Linked DNA regions of Danio rerio: all the other regions are linked to region 1. A link is a contact called in public Hi-C, HiChIP or PLAC-seq and Micro-C data. All regions are on one chromosome and are shown on one strand. The core of a region is the stretch at or near the end of the contact, and the rest is flanking DNA. Distances in the headings are between cores, read along the strand shown.

Evidence for each region. Hi-C and Micro-C count contacts between places; a contact is called where the count stands out from the background. HiChIP or PLAC-seq counts read pairs in DNA pulled down with a chosen protein or histone mark.
Region 2: a contact with region 1 is called in a Hi-C map of hematopoietic stem cells, with 2.1 times the contacts expected there. The contact joins the promoter of e2f3 here to the promoter of marcksl1b in region 1. A contact is called at or near these places in 1 of 18 Hi-C or Micro-C datasets (hematopoietic stem cells) and 1 of 4 datasets of contacts at active chromatin or transcription factors (embryo).
Region 3: a Hi-C map of hematopoietic stem cells shows a contact between it and region 1, with 2.8 times the contacts expected there. The contact joins the promoter of ldlrap1a here to the promoter of marcksl1b in region 1. A contact is called at or near these places in 2 of 18 Hi-C or Micro-C datasets (hematopoietic stem cells and an unstated tissue).
Region 4: an H3K4me3 HiChIP or PLAC-seq map of embryo shows a contact between it and region 1, with 6 times the contacts expected there. The contact joins the enhancer-like site here to the promoter of marcksl1b in region 1. A contact is called at or near these places in 6 of 18 Hi-C or Micro-C datasets (caudal fin, embryo, fibroblasts and 1 more) and 2 of 4 datasets of contacts at active chromatin or transcription factors (caudal fin and embryo).
Region 5: a Micro-C map of caudal fin shows a contact between it and region 1, with 3 times the contacts expected there. The contact joins the promoter of fndc5b here to the promoter of marcksl1b in region 1. A contact is called at or near these places in 2 of 18 Hi-C or Micro-C datasets (caudal fin and hematopoietic stem cells) and 1 of 4 datasets of contacts at active chromatin or transcription factors (embryo).

Annotation. Positions count from the first base shown.
Region 1 is chr19:32,265,605-32,269,366 of GRCz12tu, forward strand. It overlaps marcksl1b (MARCKS-like 1b), which reads left to right and starts at 1,665. Exons shown (of 2, transcript NM_213223.1): 1 at 1,665-1,926; 2 at 3,076-3,762. The coding sequence starts at 1,840. The coding sequence ends at 3,612. LOC141379120 (a long non-coding RNA gene) reads right to left here and starts at 2,822. Exons shown (of 7, transcript XR_012395113.1): 1 at 2,716-2,822.
Region 2 is chr19:31,760,058-31,763,819 of GRCz12tu, forward strand. e2f3 (E2F transcription factor 3) reads right to left here and starts at 1,685. Exons shown (of 7, transcript NM_001080628.2): 1 at 1,166-1,685. The coding sequence starts at 1,423.
Region 3 is chr19:31,803,863-31,807,624 of GRCz12tu, forward strand. ldlrap1a (low density lipoprotein receptor adaptor protein 1a) reads left to right here and starts at 2,189. Exons shown (of 9, transcript NM_198980.1): 1 at 2,189-2,362. The coding sequence starts at 2,278. LOC141379119 (a long non-coding RNA gene) reads right to left here and starts at 2,089. Exons shown (of 2, transcript XR_012395111.1): 1 at 1,979-2,089; 2 at 1-1,116.
Region 4 is chr19:31,832,428-31,836,189 of GRCz12tu, forward strand. No RefSeq gene overlaps it. Among named protein-coding and RNA genes, the nearest start is that of ldlrap1a, 28 kb to the left of the region's middle. Within about 2 kb of position 1,659, at least 3 of the 62 cell types and tissues checked have an H3K27ac peak or open chromatin away from gene starts, as enhancers often do.
Region 5 is chr19:31,903,859-31,907,620 of GRCz12tu, forward strand. fndc5b (fibronectin type III domain containing 5b) reads right to left here and starts at 2,073. Exons shown (of 8, transcript NM_001044337.2): 1 at 1,781-2,073. The coding sequence starts at 1,859.

The sequences.
Region 1 (3,762 bases), core at 415-2,914:
AAGTGGCGAGATGCAGATGCGGTGAAACATTCTTCTGGAGCGTTCGCATGCTTTGCATTCCTTTACAAACAGTTTAGACTTTATGTCATTTGACAAGGCCAAAGAGAGGGGAAAAAAGAGGAGTAAAGGAGGAAGATGAAAATAAAAATTTAGATAATGATTTATATGTTGTAAATTATATCAGAGGAAATTATTGGTGGCACTTAAAGTTGATTATCATCAGCGAGAAACAGTAAACAACTGAAAGATTGTGGCCACAAATTGGGTCACAGGTCTATTCTCATACTAAAAGCAAATGATCAAATGCAAGCAATCATAAACTCATATATAGATCAAAAAACATCTTATCAAAAGGCAGGAGATGTGTCTTCCGTATCTTTTCTTAATGATAAAGGTTGGGCGAGACTTCATGATAGTCTGGAGCCAATGCATCTGTCACTTATTAATGTGGGCAATGTTGTTAACTCTGGCCTAGTTTAGTTCCAATTGTTAATCACATCTTTGCTATTGTTTACAGACAATGATGCCTATTGTTTTCAGTCTATGCAATTCATTATATATCATTATATAACAAATTTAAATTTACAAATAAATAAATAATTAAAATCTCTTTTACAAGCATCAATTTTTGACACACTAAAACGTGCGCATGCATCAGTAGCACCGATTTTGTACAAATTACCATTATATATATATAATATTAACAATACACAGAAGTAAATATTACTCAAATCGTGTACGACACTTTAAAAAATTCAATCTTCAGAGTAGCCTACATACAGTCAGAATTATTGCCCCCTTTGAATTATTTATTTCTTTTTAAAAATATTTTACAAATGATGTTTAACAGAGCAAGGACATTTTCACAGTATGTCTGATAATATTTTTTCTTCTCGATAAAGTCTCATTTGTTTTATTTCGGCTGGAATAGAATCAGTTATTGATTTTTTAAAACAATTTTAAGGTCAAAATTATTAGCACCTTTAAGCAATGTATGTTTTTGATAATCTACAGAACAAACCATCATTATACAATAACTTGCCTAATTACCCTAACCTTCCTAGTTAACCTAATTAACCTAGTTAAGCCTTTAAATGTCACCTAAAGCTGTATAGAAGTGTCTTGAAAACTATCTAGCAAAATACGATTTACTATCATCATGGGAAAGTTAAAATAAATCAGTTATTAGAAATGAGGGGCTAATAATTCTGACTTCAACTGTATATAAAAAGTTTAACGAAGCATATAAGTTGTTTATCAGATAAGAGTGTAAATTATGCCCTGCTATTAATCATTATTATTAAATGCCACTGTTGTCTTGAGCACAGTGAGCTGCATATATTGAACGACAGGGCACATTCACCACAGACAAGCCTTAAATGCTTGTATTCTAGTGTGTAGTTCAATGGGTTCAAGTAAACTGTAACCCCATTGCTCTTAGTAACAGGGAATTCAACAAGTCACCCCGTTGGTTCCCTTCTTCTTTCCAGTTCGTTGCCATTTTCTATTTCTATGAAGCTAATGTGGAATCAACAGAGGCGGGACATGGAGGGCGGGGTCGTGCTTCAGATTGGTTCGCGTTACCGTGACACGCCCAAGGGCGGGGCTTCGGGTTATCTTGAAGCGCTGTAGGACTGGAACTGGTAGTAGTAGGTCGAGTCGACGCTCACGGGTGGAAGACAAGAGTGGATCATCTCAAGTTTTCCTTCTGAAGGAAAAAAACAGCAACTTTCCTCGCGCATTTGGATGCACGTTACGCCCATTGGTCTGGATTAATTTTTTTTCCACTCACCTGAATTTGAGTTCTTTTTAATTTACTTTAAAACCACATTTAGTATAATGGGATCCCAGGCATCAAAGGGAGGAGTGGCTGTGGAGGGGAAAGCCGCCGCTGCTGACCCGGCTGCCGTCAAGACTAACGGACAGGTAATTCATCTCTCCATCTGCGACACACCCACATCTGACCAACAAGTGCTTCAGCGAGAGTTGCAAACCACCGTCTGCGATTTAACCAGCTCTCTAAGTGTGGCGAGCAGACGGTGATTTTACTTGGAAAAGGGAATGAAACAAAAGCAAACCATTTTATTCATTGTCTTATTTATAATGTCACGTCGAATGGTTTCATTCAGGACAATCCCATTAGGCTGTTGATACACGGTTTTCTGTTTTGCGTTGAAAACAGATTGTTTTTGCTACACGTTTTCGATTCATTTCTGTCGTTGAAATTGGTTTTGTCGTTTGGATACGGTCGGTGTTGTTGCCATGCGATCTCCATTAATGCCAGTGTAGGAGGATGCTGCACGTATTCACTATGCATGGGTTAACAGCAGCAGGGGGTTGCGATCTATCTGGGGAGAAATGGATGTAACTGGTATTTTGGAAGTGTTGTTTTTGTCATTTTTTTCATTTTCGGGTTAAAACTTGATAGTATTGTATACAATGGATAGTTTCATGTTTCGGTTTACTAATTAAGTGTTAACAGATTTCTCTCTTTTCATTTGAAACATTTAATTTCGTAAATATTTGGTCGGATTTTCATCGATTTTTTTAGTTGTATTTTTGTCTGTGGGGAAGCGCGTGGAGTATTCATTTCCAGACGCACCGGGGTTTAAAGTCTAGACATTGGGGCGAGTGTCTACAGTTGGTCAAGCTTTTGGGGTTTTTGTGTGACTAAACCCCGTTCTTATCAATGAGGGTGCTAATATTTTACGTTACCTCTTTCAAATCGCCGTTTGTGGTTATTTGTTCGTCGATGGATAAGCGGTGAATGAAGCTCAATGAAATTCTCCATCGTGCTTCGCTCGATCTCCGTCTTTTGTTCCAAAGCTGCGTCTCGCTTCGCATTGTGTGTGGTGTTCTGCGATGCTCTATCGCCCTCGCTTGGTGCTGCGCGGCATTGCAAGGCGTCACCTCGAAGACATGCATTATTTACGTGACGGGTCACTGATGTGTCCGTCGACGATTGAAGGAATGCCCTAGAGCTTATGCAAAAGTAGTAAACTCGTAGTAAATAATCATCCATTTTGCCTTCTGATTCATTATGCTGAATTCCAATTTTGTTTTTTCTTTTTTCAGGAGAACGGTCATGTTAAGACCAATGGTGATGTCTCTGCCAAGGCAGAGGGAGATGCTGCCACCACCAACGGTTCTGCAGAAGCAGCTAAGGAATCTGAGGCTGGAGCCGGCGACGCCATCGAACCAGCGCCTGCCGCTGAGGGAGAGGCTGCCAAACCTGAGGGCGAGGCCACCAAGGAGACCCCCAAGAAGAAGAAGAAGAAGTTCTCCCTGAAGAACTCCTTCAAATTCAAGGGTATCTCACTGAAGAAGAGCAAGAAGAATGCTGAGGTGAAGGAAGAGGCCGCTGCTGCTGCTCCAGCTACCGAAGAGAAGCCAGAGGAGAATGGAGCAGCCACTGAGGAGAAGAAAGAGGAGGAGGCCAAGGCCGAGGAGACACCCGCTGCCCCTGTTGAAACCCCCAAGGCCGAGGAGCCTGCAGCCAAGGCTGAGGAGCCTGCTGCTGCAAAGGAAGAGGCTGCTGCACCTGCTGTAGAGGCCACGAAACAAACAGAGGAGACCAACTCAACACCTGCACCATCTGAACAGAAGGAGTGATTGTACTTCACAAAGGACTTTGTGAACTGTTTTTCCAAGAAAAAAATATATATTTATATATATGTGTATATGTATACATATGTATATATACATGGATATATGTATATGTATATATACACATGTATGTGAAAAAGACTCCTTGTGCCACTT
Region 2 (3,762 bases), core at 435-2,934, 510 kb before region 1:
TATTGTAAAAGTAATTTTGTGGAACAAACCCAGTTGTTAAATAAAGTCAATTTTATTGAATTAAAACATTTTCTTTTTAATCCAAACGTAATTTGAATTGCATTTATGCATTTGGTAAGATTAACATTAGGACGACCACAATTAAATATTTATTGTCACAATTATATGACTCTTACGTGATAATTTTTATTGTAGAATTTAAATTAGCCTTGCATGACTGCAATACAGCTCTTTTCTTTCCTTCATTAGCTTTCTACTAACGTTACACATCGTACTTTTAGTTAAAAGGTTGGCCATTTGTCAACTTTAACTTAAAGCAATGAAGTGAAGTTTAGTTTGAAGTCGTAATTAAATCATGAATTAAATGATCTTAAACCTATAAAACATATTAAACCACACATTAGTTTAGGTTTTGGAGAATATGGAAACCATCGAACCTACGTAGAAAATTACTTAAAGAGCTAACAGCAGTCATGAATTTCAGCACTTTATAACGATAAAAACAAGTTAGCAAAGCATTCAGCTTAGCACAGAGTACGCGAGCTCAGAAAGGACTCCATCCCCCATCCTAAGACAACAAACCAGGGCCTAGACTCACTAATTGAAGCTTTTGCACGGAAAAGCCAACTTTTACACAGATATCAGAGAACATCCACTCGATAATACATCACATAGGGTATGTATTATACACACAAAAAACGATTTACATCGGCGACTCTCGAGCTTTGACAAAAACTTTAAGAGGCGTGCAACTGCACAACCAAGCGACTTACAAACACTAAAATAATACAATATTGAAGTTGAACAACGACATACTGCACTGAAACATTGTTTAATACGAATACAGTCGTGTTGTCTTAAGTTATACTGCACAAACTCAAACGTTACATTGCGGAAATATGCGGCGTCTTCATTGTAGTAAACAATCATTATGCGTCATGCATATTTGGGGGGACATTTGGTTAATGTGCTAAATTGTTTAATAGCATGAACGTGCAGTTTAGTTCAGAATCTGCATAAACCTGCAGACTGAATGGACTTAAAGAAGCTCCAGCAGTAGCCATGATGACAGCAGAAGTAGGCTAAGTGGACTTAGCCTCACGACTTAACATTTACAGGATTGAACGTGCAACACTTTAACACAGAATTAAACCAAGTCATTTACCGGTGGTCGTCCTAACGTGGGTCGCAGTCCTGTCCCATGTGTGGATCCTTGTAGAGGAGTTGTGTACAAACTGTCAGCAGAAGCCTCGGGCACACAGCCGTTATTAGTGGACGGCGGTGTGTTTATTTGTATACGGGTAGCATTGGAATAAACTGCACACCGTCGATCGGAAACCGCAGTAAAAACACCGTGCTGTTCAGCTCTAACAACCCCTGTCAACATGACTTGTCCTGGGACCGAGGAACCCCCCTTTCTCATGATCCTCAGAGGCGCAGGTTCCCTTTGTCCCACTTGTGATTTGAAGCTAGTTTTCTACCAAATCCGGGCGAGTGGGTGTAAAATGATCATAAATGATGGTAGCGGACAGTGCTAGGAATGCATAGCTGTAATATGAGTGCAATTGCTAAAGGATAAAACACCCGATGTAAGCGATTAAAAAGCGATGCGATCTCGCTCTTGCTTCAGCGAAAAATGGCTCCAGGAAGCGGACAATGAAGTAGGGGATGAGGTTTACGCGCGAAAGGTCCTCCCGCGAAACTCAGATTTCCCGGGAAATTTTTGAAACGGATTTGCATATGTGAACTCATTCGCTAGAGGCAATCTATTTTCCGGCCTCGTGTGCTGACGTGTCGGTATAGTGGAGCCAATGAAATTCCACGATGGTATTTTTTTTTGTTTTTTAAATAGAGGTTTCTCCTCTGGAGGGTGCTAGATGTGAGACACATGCTGAGAGATTTAAGCCTAATAATCACAAAATTAGATCTTTAATCTTAAAAGAAAATATGTCTATACCATATATTATTTTTTTCACTGGAACAATATATTTAATAATATAAACTGGACTCTAGTATGGTCATTACCTCAATTTTTTTTTATTACAAGTAAGGCTAAAGACATATCATTTAAATTACTTCATAGAGTTTATCCCACAAAATTATTTCTACAAAAATTTAAAAGTGCATTAATAACTATTGTTAATAACTAAAATTGGAAAATGTGCGTAATATATTTGTATATAATTTGATAATTATGTACTTTCTCCACTGTTTTTTTTTTTCTTCTTCTACTCTTCTCCTTTAATTTCAATTTTTCCTCACTTATTTTATTCTTGTTAAGATATGTAAAGTGATTGTATTGTACATGCTGGTTCTTGTTAATAAAAAAAAATTCAAAATAAAAAAACATGCTGAGAGCACTGCATGAGTGGTTGGGCCACCTAGAAATTTCGCTAGACAGGGACCTTTGTGTAAACTGAGAGAAAAAGAGCATCAATATCATATAAAATCAGGATTTTTCATCATTACATATAATAATATATTAAAATTGTTATTTATAGACTGTGAAAACTTATTCTAATTAGCAAAATCTTATAACTTTATGGGCATTTTTAATCAAATATTGTTATAAAAACCTTGTTTTTAATTGTTATATAGTGAATCAAAAATAATGGGTCAATAGATAATTTCAATGTAGTCATGTCATTGGCCCATAAACATTTCTTGCTTTTAATCAAACTGTTTCATAACTGTAACAAGAGGCAATTCAATCATATGCTAAAACAGCTATCATGACATTATTTATCAATCTGCGTCTTCTTTAGCTTTAGACAAAACAATGGATAATAGGAAATATGTTGAAACCATTGTTTTTTGTTTACATCCTTCAAAGTGATCTATAGGTAGACAACAGGGAAGCCTTTAAAAACACTACTACATACAGATCTTAATTAAATCTAGATGGATACGAAGTTGACACTAATCTAAATAAGCTGCTAAAAAATTGCCATCAAATCATTTTAAAGGAAAAGTGCTGTGACTAGAAGCAAAGGTCTTAAAAACATTTATATCAACTGCAATGAAATGGACGTTAACTGTAATGGAATAAATATTTTAGTGATTTGCAGAGACATTTGAGGAGCATTTCTAGTTTCTAGTACTCAAATGACAAATTCAAATCGAAATAAGATTTTGTAAAAGCAATGTGCTATATAATTATAAAACGCAACAATAACAACATGAGTAAAAATTAACAAATAACTGTATAAATACAAGTTACTTACACTGCAATAACACTGAAATATATTTCACATTACCTTTCCACTACAGTAAATTCAGGATTACCAAGGACTTTATATGGGCAAAAAATGTGTGTATATGTTTTCAAAAAACCCTAAAGCTTGACTTTAGAAAACGTTTTACAACTTCAATAAGACAACAGTCAAAAAGTAAAGTTATTACCTTAAAAACTATTGAGTACTTGGAACTCTTTAATTATACAACATAAAAACTGAAATGAGCGAGATATGACAGAAAATTGACAGTAGCTTTGAACAATCTTTAACTGTAAGAAAGCTGTTTTATCTTCTTGTTTTGATCACAGAAAATAGTTTAAGGAACACATTGGAATCAATACAAAGCCTTATTTACTCGCAGTATAAAATGAAGAATAGCAAACAAAAACTAAATTGACCAAAGAAAGAAAAAAAATGCAATAATACAAATCACAAAAAAATTACAAAGAGAAAATTATGTTTTGTGAAATAAAAAGGATTTCAAACAAAAATAAAGAACTGCAAATAAAAATCAAGCAGTGCAAAA
Region 3 (3,762 bases), core at 939-3,438, 460 kb before region 1:
GAGTAAAGAACACGCCTTTGTTTCTCAGTGAATTTGCTTTTCTTCCCTTCAAATACTGTATAAATGCAATACTACACTTATATTTACACGGGAAATCATAATTTACACATCTTTTCAAACACTTCAACAGATTATCATATTAAAATGACTACTTTTTAAATTCCTTATTAGAGTGTTAGTGTTATGTATATTTACAACAAAAATACTACAATCTAATATTTACTAATATGGACTATAAACTATAAAAGGTATCAGCTGTGCTAAAATGTACTTACACTACTTGACAAAAGTCTTGTCGCCAATTCAAGTTTTATGAACAACAAATAATAACTTGACTTCTGGTTAATCAGTTAGTATCAGAAGTGGCTTATAGGAAAGGCAAAGACCTCTAGATTACGCTTATTTTACAAAAATAAAATATGATCATGCCTTGATTTTTAATTATTTAATTTGGACAGTGAGGTCTGACTTTGCTCAGACAAAAGTCTTGTCATTTAACAGAAATAATGTGCAGTATAGAAAATAAAGTCATGGTGCAGGGGAGGAAGAATTAATATTGTGTATGACTTCCATGAGCTTGGAGGACTACATCTATACCTCTGCAATGATTCAAATCACTTATTAATAAAGTCATCTGGAATGAAAAAGAAAGTGTTCTTGCAGGACTCCCAGAGTTCATCAAGATTCTTTGGATTCATCTTGAATGCCTCCTCCTCCATCCTACCCCTGACATGTTCAATAATGATCATATCAGGTGACTGGGCTGGCCAATCCTTCAGCACCTTGACTTTCTTTGCTTTCAGGTACTTTGACGTGAAAGCTGAAGTATGAGAAGAAGTGCTATCCTGCTGAAATTTGCCCTCTCCTGTGGTTTGTAATGTAATGGGCAGCACAAATGTCTTGATACCTCAGGCTGTTGATGTTGCCATCCACTCTGCAGATCTCACACACACCCATAACGAATGTAACTCCAAACCATGATTTTTCATTTACCAAAATTAACTGATACTGTAAGAGTATTGGCTCCATGCAGGTTCCAATAGGTTTTCTGCAGTATTTGTGATGATCGGGATGCAGTTCAACAGATGAATCATCAGAGAAACTCTGCCACTTTTCCTAATGAACAACAAGAAGCCAAGTTAGTATTTGTTGCCTACAACTAGGATCCACAACAAGACTTTTGTCAGGTAAGGTAGACCCCACATCTGGGAAAGCAAAATGACCTAAAATCAATATATTATATTTAATTAACAATTATAGTATTCATAAAACATGATTAAATATTGTCAATAAATTAAAGAAAGTTGAATAAATTATTGTAATAGTTTTTTTACATGATTTTTACATGATGACATTTTTATTCATTCATTTTCTTTTCGGCTTAGTCCCTTTATTAATCCGGGGTTGCCACAGCGGAATGAACTGCCAACTTTTCCAGCATATGTTTTAGGTAGCAGATGCCCTTCCAGTGGCAATCCAACATTGGGAAACACCCATACACTGCACACAGACACTATGGCCATTTTAGTTTATTCAATTTACCTATAGCACATGTGTGTGACACCCAATTTCTTTGATTTTATACAATACATATTTATTCAAATATATATTATATATATATATATATATATATATATATATATATATATATATATATATATATATATATATATATATATATTCTGTTACAGAATCTTTCTCTCCAATTTTGTGAATTAAAAACAACCAGCTTTATATTTGAATTAGGTTGAAAAATTGGGGATCGGGAGAAAAGAGTTCAGTCACAACTTTCATGTTTTAATATGGACAAGTTGTATATTAGTTAGAGAGTGATTTTTCCCTGATCAAAACAGGCTGTAATGCTGTCAAAACAAGCTGAATTTTTCTATTATCCACACGAGGGCGCCAAATATGATATTATAGGATCTCATGGTCATTTTTATGCCATGTGTCCTAAAACTGATGAATGTTTACTTACCAGTCAATATATGAAGATATATACGCTAAGGTTCGAACACGGCCATATAAAAAGCGATCAACTTTACCAAGCTTCATTTCATTGTTTAACCCAGTTGCCATGGAAACAGAATCTGTGCGCCGCGCAATTCGCACGTCATTTTGATTGACAGGTGAAGCGCCGCCCAGAAGACGAGGAGGTTCAAGTATTTCCACAGATGTCGGCATCCAAACGCCAACAACAAAGTTGAGGGAGCGAGAAGCCGTAGTTCATGGCCAGCAAGCTGCACCTGAAGACGCCTCACCGCTTCTAAACTCGCCATGGATGTGCTGAAATCAGCCAGAAGGGCTTTCATTCGCAGCCCCAGCCTGACCAAACAGTCCTGGAGCTCAGGCAAACACAAAAGTAAGTATATTTATGTCATTAGAGACACTTTTGTTTGGGCTGTTTTTACACGCGTTGCGGATCTGTTTGCGTCTCAAATTGTTTGTCAGTAGAGTTAATCGTGTTTACTAGTTATATACCCTCAAAATATGAGTTGTTGCTTTTGTAAAGCTTTATTAGGTAACGTTAGTTTAAGTGTAAAATGTTATTTTTATGTTCGATAAAGGCTATGTTCTTTAAAAGTTGTTCAATGACAAGTACATTGAGTTGTTGTCGAAGAGATTCACAAACTTCGTATTGAGGTAAAATTAGTTCTATATTCACACATTCAGGTGTCTCCTTAAAATATTTTCAGAAAAGTATTCTTTGCAAATTCTCAATAACAGTTAAGTTAGTGAATTAATATTAGCAGCCAATGACCATTAAAATACAACACTGCTCATAGTCAATTAAATAGTGTTAATGTTGTTTTAAAGCCACACTTGCGTGATATCAGACGGAATATTTAAAAGTACTATGGTAAACAATATAGGGAGCATGTTACAAGTTGTTACTGAATAAATGTGCGAATATAAATCCAACTTTACGTTACCCCAATAACCTTCATGCGACACTAAATGGTTTGGGGGTTCATTAGTGGTCGGCCGTGTCTCAAAAACCTGTTGAGCAACCCATTAAGACTGCTATAACGTTAATTGTATGTGAAGACACGAGTCTGCTGGAGCACCGAGTTTCCCCCTTTAACACTTAAACTTGTTTTATTTGGACAAGTCACTCATTTTATTCACTTTATTATAGCATATGTATTTTTCTAGGCAAAAAACGTGGCAAAATGTAACGTTATGCAGCTCAAAATATCAGTTGTTGTGTTAGATTGTGATTAATATGACATTTTTCATGGTCATTATTCTTTTATGTAGATCATTCTCCTAAAATCTATATAATTTTTAGATGTCAATCCATCTCTCTGAACCTTGTTGAGCTTCCCATTTAGGCTGCTGTATGGCCAAAAATGAGGTATACCTCGGGCCAGACAGAATCTGTGGACATTTTTTGCTATTTTTGTCCATAATATTATAAAAAATGTGAATTTATGTGGAATGATCTTAGGAGTATCGTAATAAAAACTTTATATGAAATTACTTTGCAAACTTTATTGTAAATATTATAAATCGTATGAACATTTTAATATTACTATTATTATATCACATTAATATTCATGAAATAATTTACAAATTGAATAAATATAAATTTACACACATTTACACAAGTAAATACATAAACTCAAAGATGGACTAAAAATCTGCAGAAATCTGCGTGTGCAGATTCCGCGTGGGCCTAGGTATAACTTTTACCTTTCCTTCAAACTGCTGTCTACAAGATTCGCAATGAATTTAGTTTATTGGGCGGCTCATTGTCTC
Region 4 (3,762 bases), core at 409-2,908, 430 kb before region 1:
TAAAAACTACATTTATGTCTAACTTTGTTTTGTATATTATATTACATTCATCTATTCATCCATGCATATTTTTTGGTTACATTATATAATTTAGCAATGATTACACTTTTAAAACATTACTGTTCTGTTACAAAAAATAGGTGGGCACTGCTGCCTGATCCATTTAAATCAATCAGAAAAACAATAACAACTTATAGAAGTGCGTGCGTGTGTCTGTCTGTCTGTCTGTCTGTCTGTCTGTCTGTCTGTCTGTCTACATACATGCATACATATACATATAGTTGAAGTCAGAATTATTAGCCCCCCCCTTTGAATTTCTTTTTCTTTTTTTAAATACTTCCAAAATGATATATAACAGAGCAAGAAAATTTACAAAGTATGTCTGATAATATTTTTTCTTCTGGAGAATGTCTTATTTGTTTTTTGTTTCAGCTAGAATAAAAGCAGTTTTTAATTTTTTAAATAACATTTTAAGGACTAAATTATTAGCCCCTTTAAGCTATATTTTTTCTGATAGTCTACAGAACAAACTATCGATATGCAATGACTTGCCGAATTACCCTAACCTGCCTAGTCAACCTAATTAACCTAGTTAAGTCGTTTAATGTCACTTTAAATTGTGTAAAAGTGTCTCGATAAATATCTAATAAAATATTATTAACTGTCATCATGATAAAGATAAAATAAATCAGTCATTAGAGATGAGTTATTAAAACTATAATGTTTAGAAATGTGTTGAAAAAATCTCTCCGTTAAACAAATTGGGAAAAAAATTAAAAGGGGCTAATAATTCAAAGGGGCTAATAATTCTGACTTTAACTACATGTAACATTTCATTTATATTTATCAATACATCCATTTGTCTGTCTCAGTTTTATTTTTATTTATTTGTATTTTTTATTCATTCATTTATTTTTCTGAGTCTCAGGCTTAGTCTCTGTTTCAGAGGTCGCCACAATGGAATGAACCACCAACTATTCCAGTATATGTTTTATGCAGCGGATGCCCTTCCAGCCACAACCTAGTATTGGTAAACATCCATACACACTCGTTCACATATACACTCATATACTACAGCAAATTTAGTTCATTTAATTTACCTATAGCGCATGTCTTTGGACACAAACACAGAAATGCCAACTGGCCCAGCCAGGACTCGAACCAGTATCCTTCTTGCTGTGAGGCAAGAGTGCTAACTACTGAGCCACTGTGCTGCCTTTTTTAAATCATTTATGCATATATGCCACCCACATCATTAAATAATTCATTTATTTACCTAAGAAAGGTGCTAAAAATAAAAAAAATCAATAAAGAACATGTATAACCGTACAGTTTATAAATGTAGTATGAATTCATATGTATATTTTATATAACTCTAAAACAATGTAATTGTCCATGCACATTTGTCCTATTAAACATTGTTAATTTGCTGCACCATCCATGCGTATATTATATACCTTTTTTATATCACCAGGAGAGGGCAGTATTGCCTTCAAAATGTCTTTGTCTCTTTTATCTCCATTGTAGCCCTTTGTGTGAAATTGTTTTTGTGCATTAGGTGGATTTCTTTAACGTTTTCTAGAATCGTCCCAGATGGCACAAAATGCACTCGACACATGTAGTAGATCTGCAGTCGAATCTGTCAGAAATGCCACCGGAGACGTCTTTAGTTTACTGCAGCACACATCCAGCATGACAAATCCCTGTGCCTATCATATGAACATCACATTATCATTGCTGTGATGTCACTATATTGCCTAGCAAATAAATAATTTTCTTTATCAGACTTGTCAATCAAATCCCAAACAGGTCTTATTGGGCTCATCAATTCAGTATAGGGTGTCTTTAATGGTCTCGTTTCCAGTAAATTACCTTTAGTACATGTGATTTTGTTTTCGAACATGAGATATTGATTTTCCTGTATCTTCTGCTTCTGCTTTACAGAATCGAACCCGGGCGGTTTGTTTGTGATTGTGTGGAGTCAGGTGTGCATGTGGGTTGAAGCGTGTGACGCAAAGTGCTGGAGAAAACCCTTGACGCACAAGTACACACACACACATACACCATCAAAAACGTGTCTGGAAACGTGTGGGAGGCTCAGCTCTTCAGTGAGCGGTTCTCCTCTCGTCTCCTCTATTGCCTGAAGACTTTCCCTCAAACTTCTGCGTTCATTCTGGATCTTATTCTCAAAATGGGCACAACTGTTCATTCCAAATCAGAAACACCTAACATATGTGTGAAGAAGGCAGGGAAACATATTTAACCTTTTGATTTTTTGCTCATGATATTAACAAAAAAATATATATATGTTTTTGCCAAAGTAGTTTTTGAATAAGTTTTTTTTTTTTTTTTTTGGTGGCTTTTGAAGCAGGTTGTGGTGATGTTGCCTTTTGTAGTCAGGGTACAAAAGAGGGTTAGACCCTCTTCTAAGATTTAAGATTAGCTTAAATTAGCTCAAATGTTTCCTGGTTTTAGCTCTTTGTGTAATGGATGCCAGGCCGCTGAGAGTACTTTAATGCACACATTCTGGATTTGCCCTAAATTAGAAAACTTTTGGAGTTCAATATTCAATACCCTTTCTGTTGTGCTTCAATATACAGTAGAATAGAGCCAGAACCACTTGTGGCATTATTTGCAATCGCCAAGAAGACTCATGTTTCTCTCCGTCAAAGTGTACGATTCTTACCTTCTTTTCTTTATTAGCACACAGAGTAATGCTGCTTAAATGAAAAGATCCTCTTCTACCCACCTTTATTCAATGGACCAGGGAGATGTCTTTTCTTTACCTTGAAAAAAAATTAGATAGTCTTTCAAAAGATCGAGTAAACAATTTTATAAGATATGGCACCCCTTCATTGATTATTTTGACCATCTTAATTTATACCCTACAAATATACATGCGTTTATATAATATAATTGATTTATTTTTAATTGATTTATTTTTTTTGCGTGTGTGTGTGTGTATATATATATATATATATATATATATATATATATATATATATATATATATATATATATATATATATATATATATATATATATAGTTTCTCCAAATACTTCTAACTTTAGACTGAAGTGATCGACGGCTATGTTTTGTTCTATTCTAGGTAAGGGTTATAGGGTTTGTGGATAGATATATTTGAAAATGAATAATAATAAAAAAATAATCAAAACCAAAATAAGATGGGAGGGTCTTTAAAAAGTAAAAAACAGAAAATGTCTGACAGAAAATGTTCATTCAACAGTCTAAAACTGGCAGATCTAGAGCACCAGAAGACACTGTTCTTTTTTAATTAGTGCAGTCATCCATTTATTGGTGCAGAAACACAAAGTAGTCACTGTTTTATATCAAAAATAGGTCGAAACATCTGCTGAAATAGCCATTCAGAGGCAACTGTCTAACTGATTATTCTTTAAAAATAACAAAAAATGTTTTATTAATAAATTAGTTGTAACTGATCATTCTCCTCCCACACACACCCTTTATTATTATTATTTTTATTATTATTATTATTATTATTATTATTATTATTATTATTATTATTATTAGAGTTATTTGAGTTTTGCTATATTATTATTGCCACTTTACATTTGTGTACTCGACAACCCTTTGCTGCAATACATAGCAATATCCTTTGGTCTTACCCATTGTGATGAATGACTGAGTGAGTTTGCCCTACTTTCCTCATGTTATTAGCACAATTGTCAGTTCTGCAGCTGCTGCTTGTCTGTAAAACATACATTTTTGGACAATTTTGT
Region 5 (3,762 bases), core at 823-3,322, 360 kb before region 1:
TGTACACAATGTAAAAGCATTGTTTATGTGTGTGTGTGTATATATATATATATATATATATATATATATATATATATATATATATATATATAGGACATATATATTTAGTCACCAATTATATTTAGAAATTAAAGATATTACAATTAAATTCAAGCAAAATATTGCAAAAAAAAAAAAAATTATGACCTACAAAATTTCAACTAAATTGTTTTCTTTTTTCTTTTTATTTGTTTTAACATATCCATTTGGATGTACTAGTTTTTGGACAGTTAGCGTAAGTTATTTAGTTAGATAAGCTCCAGATTTGGCTTCAGTACTGACTAATCTAATGTAAATGCACAAATATAATATTGTAGAGCTTTAAACGATAGATTGGGCAGCATGGTGTTGCAGTGGGTAGCACAATCGCCTCACAGCAAGAAGGTCACTGGTTTGAGCCCCAGCTGAGTCAGTTGGCATTTCTATGTGGAGTTTGCATGTTCTCCCCATGTTCGCATGGGTTTCCTCAGGGTGGTCCGGTTTCCCCCACAAGTCCAAAAACATGCGGTACAGGTGAATTGGGTAAGCTGAATTGTCCGTAGTGTATGAGTGTGAATGAGTGTATATGGATGTTTCCCAGTGATGGGTTGCAGCTGGAAGGGCGTTTGCTGCGTAAAACTGGATAAGTTAGAGGTTCATTCCGCTTTAGTGACCCCAGATTAATAAAGGGACTAAGCCGAAAACAAAATGAATGAATAAATAAAAGACAAATTTGTGAGGGGTGTACTTATGCTGAGCACTGTATGTAGATCAAATAGCCGAGAACTTACATCTATTTTGTCGTTATAAATATTTACATTTATATTTAAAAATGCTTTTTGTGCTTTCAGTGTCTTCTTTTGAAAGCTGAATTACATTGAATAATTACAAGCATTATTTACATTAAACTATTACTTTAATTTATTTTCAAGCTTTGTTCTGAAGTATGGCATTTATACTGATATATCTTATCTCATAAATATCCTATTTTACTTTTTTGCATCAGTGAAACCAGCTATTATTTCATACATTTTACATATTATTATTATTATTAATAATAATAATAATACATGTAAAATAATATAATAAAATGTTCTTGTTGTATTAGACGCACTAAAACAATGAATTTGAACAAAATGCAAGGCTGCTGCTTTGAAAGACTACTGAAAGACAAACGCAAATACGATTGAGGGGGATGAATCTGTGACTCTGACAGCTAATGATTATTCTGCTGTAGTTATTTAGCTGTAATCTACTAGTTATCAAATCATTAAAAAACGAAGTAGCCAATGATATGTGTCTGCACCCAGACGAATTCCCTAAATCCCAAAGCTCCACAATCTGATCTGTCGTGCATTCAAAGTGTCATCTCTGTCTGGCGAGCAGATTTCACCAGTCTCTGTGAACAGGATCAATTAGGATCACACGAATTGTTCACAGCATTTACATGCCGTGTGAATGAACGGTGGAAAACCCACGAGCGTCTTGTGCTTCCCAATGGAGGGCTGAACAGGTAGTAGCGCATCATTTATTCATCTCATACCCGCAACCTGTCTGTTCCCTACCATTACGAACACACCAGAACGCAATTTCACTATGAATTTTGTTCATAGTAATGTGAAAAAACCGCTGTCATTCTGTTCATTAACCTAAAATAGTGTAACAGGGGTTCGCGTCTTTCCATTTCGTGCGCAAAAGCCCCAAAATGACCACAAATAACAATGACATTACTGACTAAACGAACACAATCATGCAAACTTACCGGCGTTAACCGAGGACGCGAAGATATAAGCCAAAAACAGCAATAACAGCACAGCGAACGAGCCTTTAATTCCCCACATCCTTCAAGGAATTCTTTACATTCTGTCCGGAAGACGTTGAATCCCATTTACTCGCAAGATTTTTGAAACTTATTAGTCGGCGTCTGTGTGTTTAACATTCACGACTGGTTGCAGTCTTTATTCCCGCATCAGTCCAGAACAGCCCTGGTTCTAAACTCTGTACTTGCCGCAGAAAGTCGACATGAGAGGACTGCGTGAGCCCATTGGACGGCATTGACACTATTACCGAAGGGACGTAATACACATCTCCTCTAGGGGGCGATCGGTGGTTCAAAAAATACAAGTCCTTCGTTCAGTCACATTCAAATATTAGTGTGTTTTAAAGAGTATTTTTAAACCATAAAGTCTTATTAATGACATTTATTAACTCAAACGATTCGTATGTGGAATTTACATTGAATTTAGTTATTGTAATCGTTGTACAAAGGCCGTATAAAATACTGAATAATATCATCAGAAATGACAGTGATTGGACTGCTTTACCAGCGCTGAGAAAGGTAACAGGTGTCACGTGACTTTGCTGTACAAGTACCAGCAGTGGGCTGGATGCGAATTTACACCCAAATAAAGACTTTGAGGATCTTGTGAACAGAAAAAAAACAGCTGAAGAGAAGAATAGGAGTGGGACGTACTCAACCCGTTAGGGGGTCTAAATAATAACTCTCAAACTGAGGCTTGACCCAAAAAAAAAAACAAAGGTTGAGGGAGGTGTAGTTACTGTACAAGCCTGAAATGTTTCATCAGCTTTTTCGTACCGCACTTCAGAAGCTAACCACAAAAGACTTAGAGTTACTTGAGTGTGTATTTTAGACTAGAACTAAATAAAATGGTGAATGCACTTTTATACACTGTAAAATATACTGCGTTATCTCAACCTAAATTTAGGTTAAATGTGCTAACAATTGGGTTAAAGTGGGATTATGAATTAAAACAAAAAAGCAAACTGTTGCATTTTCCCATATTTTATGCACATTTGGGCTGAAATAACCCAGCATTTTTAGAGTACCTAATATGTTTTAAACATATGTTTTGTATTTTAGCTATTTTGATTTGTTTGGAAAAGGCGAAACAGTTGCGCAGTAGGTAGAAGGTCGCTGGTTCGACCAGTTGACGTTTCTGTGTGGAGTTTACATGTTTTCCCTGCGTTCATGTGGGTTTCCTCCGGGTGCTCCGGTTTCTCTTACAGTCCAAAGACATGCGGTAAAGGTGAATTGGGTAGGCTAAATTGTCCGTAGTGTATGAGTGTGTGTGTGAATGGGTGTTTGTGGATGTTTCCCAGAAACGGGTTGCGGCTGGAAAGGCATCTGCTGCGTTAAAATGTGCTGGATAAGCTGGCGATTCATTCTGCTGTGGCGACCCCGAATTAATAAAGGGACTAAGCCGACAAGAAAATTAATGAATGAATGATTTATTTGGTCTGGTTCAACTACAGAAAGAATACAAAGATGTTCTGTTTAAAAAAAAATCAACTTATAAAATTAATTATTGGGTTGAAGCTGATCAGAGAGTTGTAATATATGCTATAATCCCAGTTTCTTTGCAAAAAATGTTCTGTGGACATGTGTATACTTGTATATATTATGAAGACATGGCTGCTGTTAATCAATTCGATGGCCGGGGAAACCGCATTCCTACATTACATCGTGGTGAGCGTCAAAATCACTGGGATTTGGGTCCTATTTTAAAGTCAGGAAATTTAAAAAAGAGACTTGCTGGGTTTATATCACTCTGATATGACAGTGGGCACACTATACATACACATTGTTCTGTCCAAACAGCTTCCAAAAGTTGATTTTTGTCATAGGTGCCCTTTAATATAGTTGCAGTTATCTTTACAGTTGGATGTAGTTAGATATGCTTTCCATTATAATCAGTACTAAATCCCAAAACCACAGTATTTTTT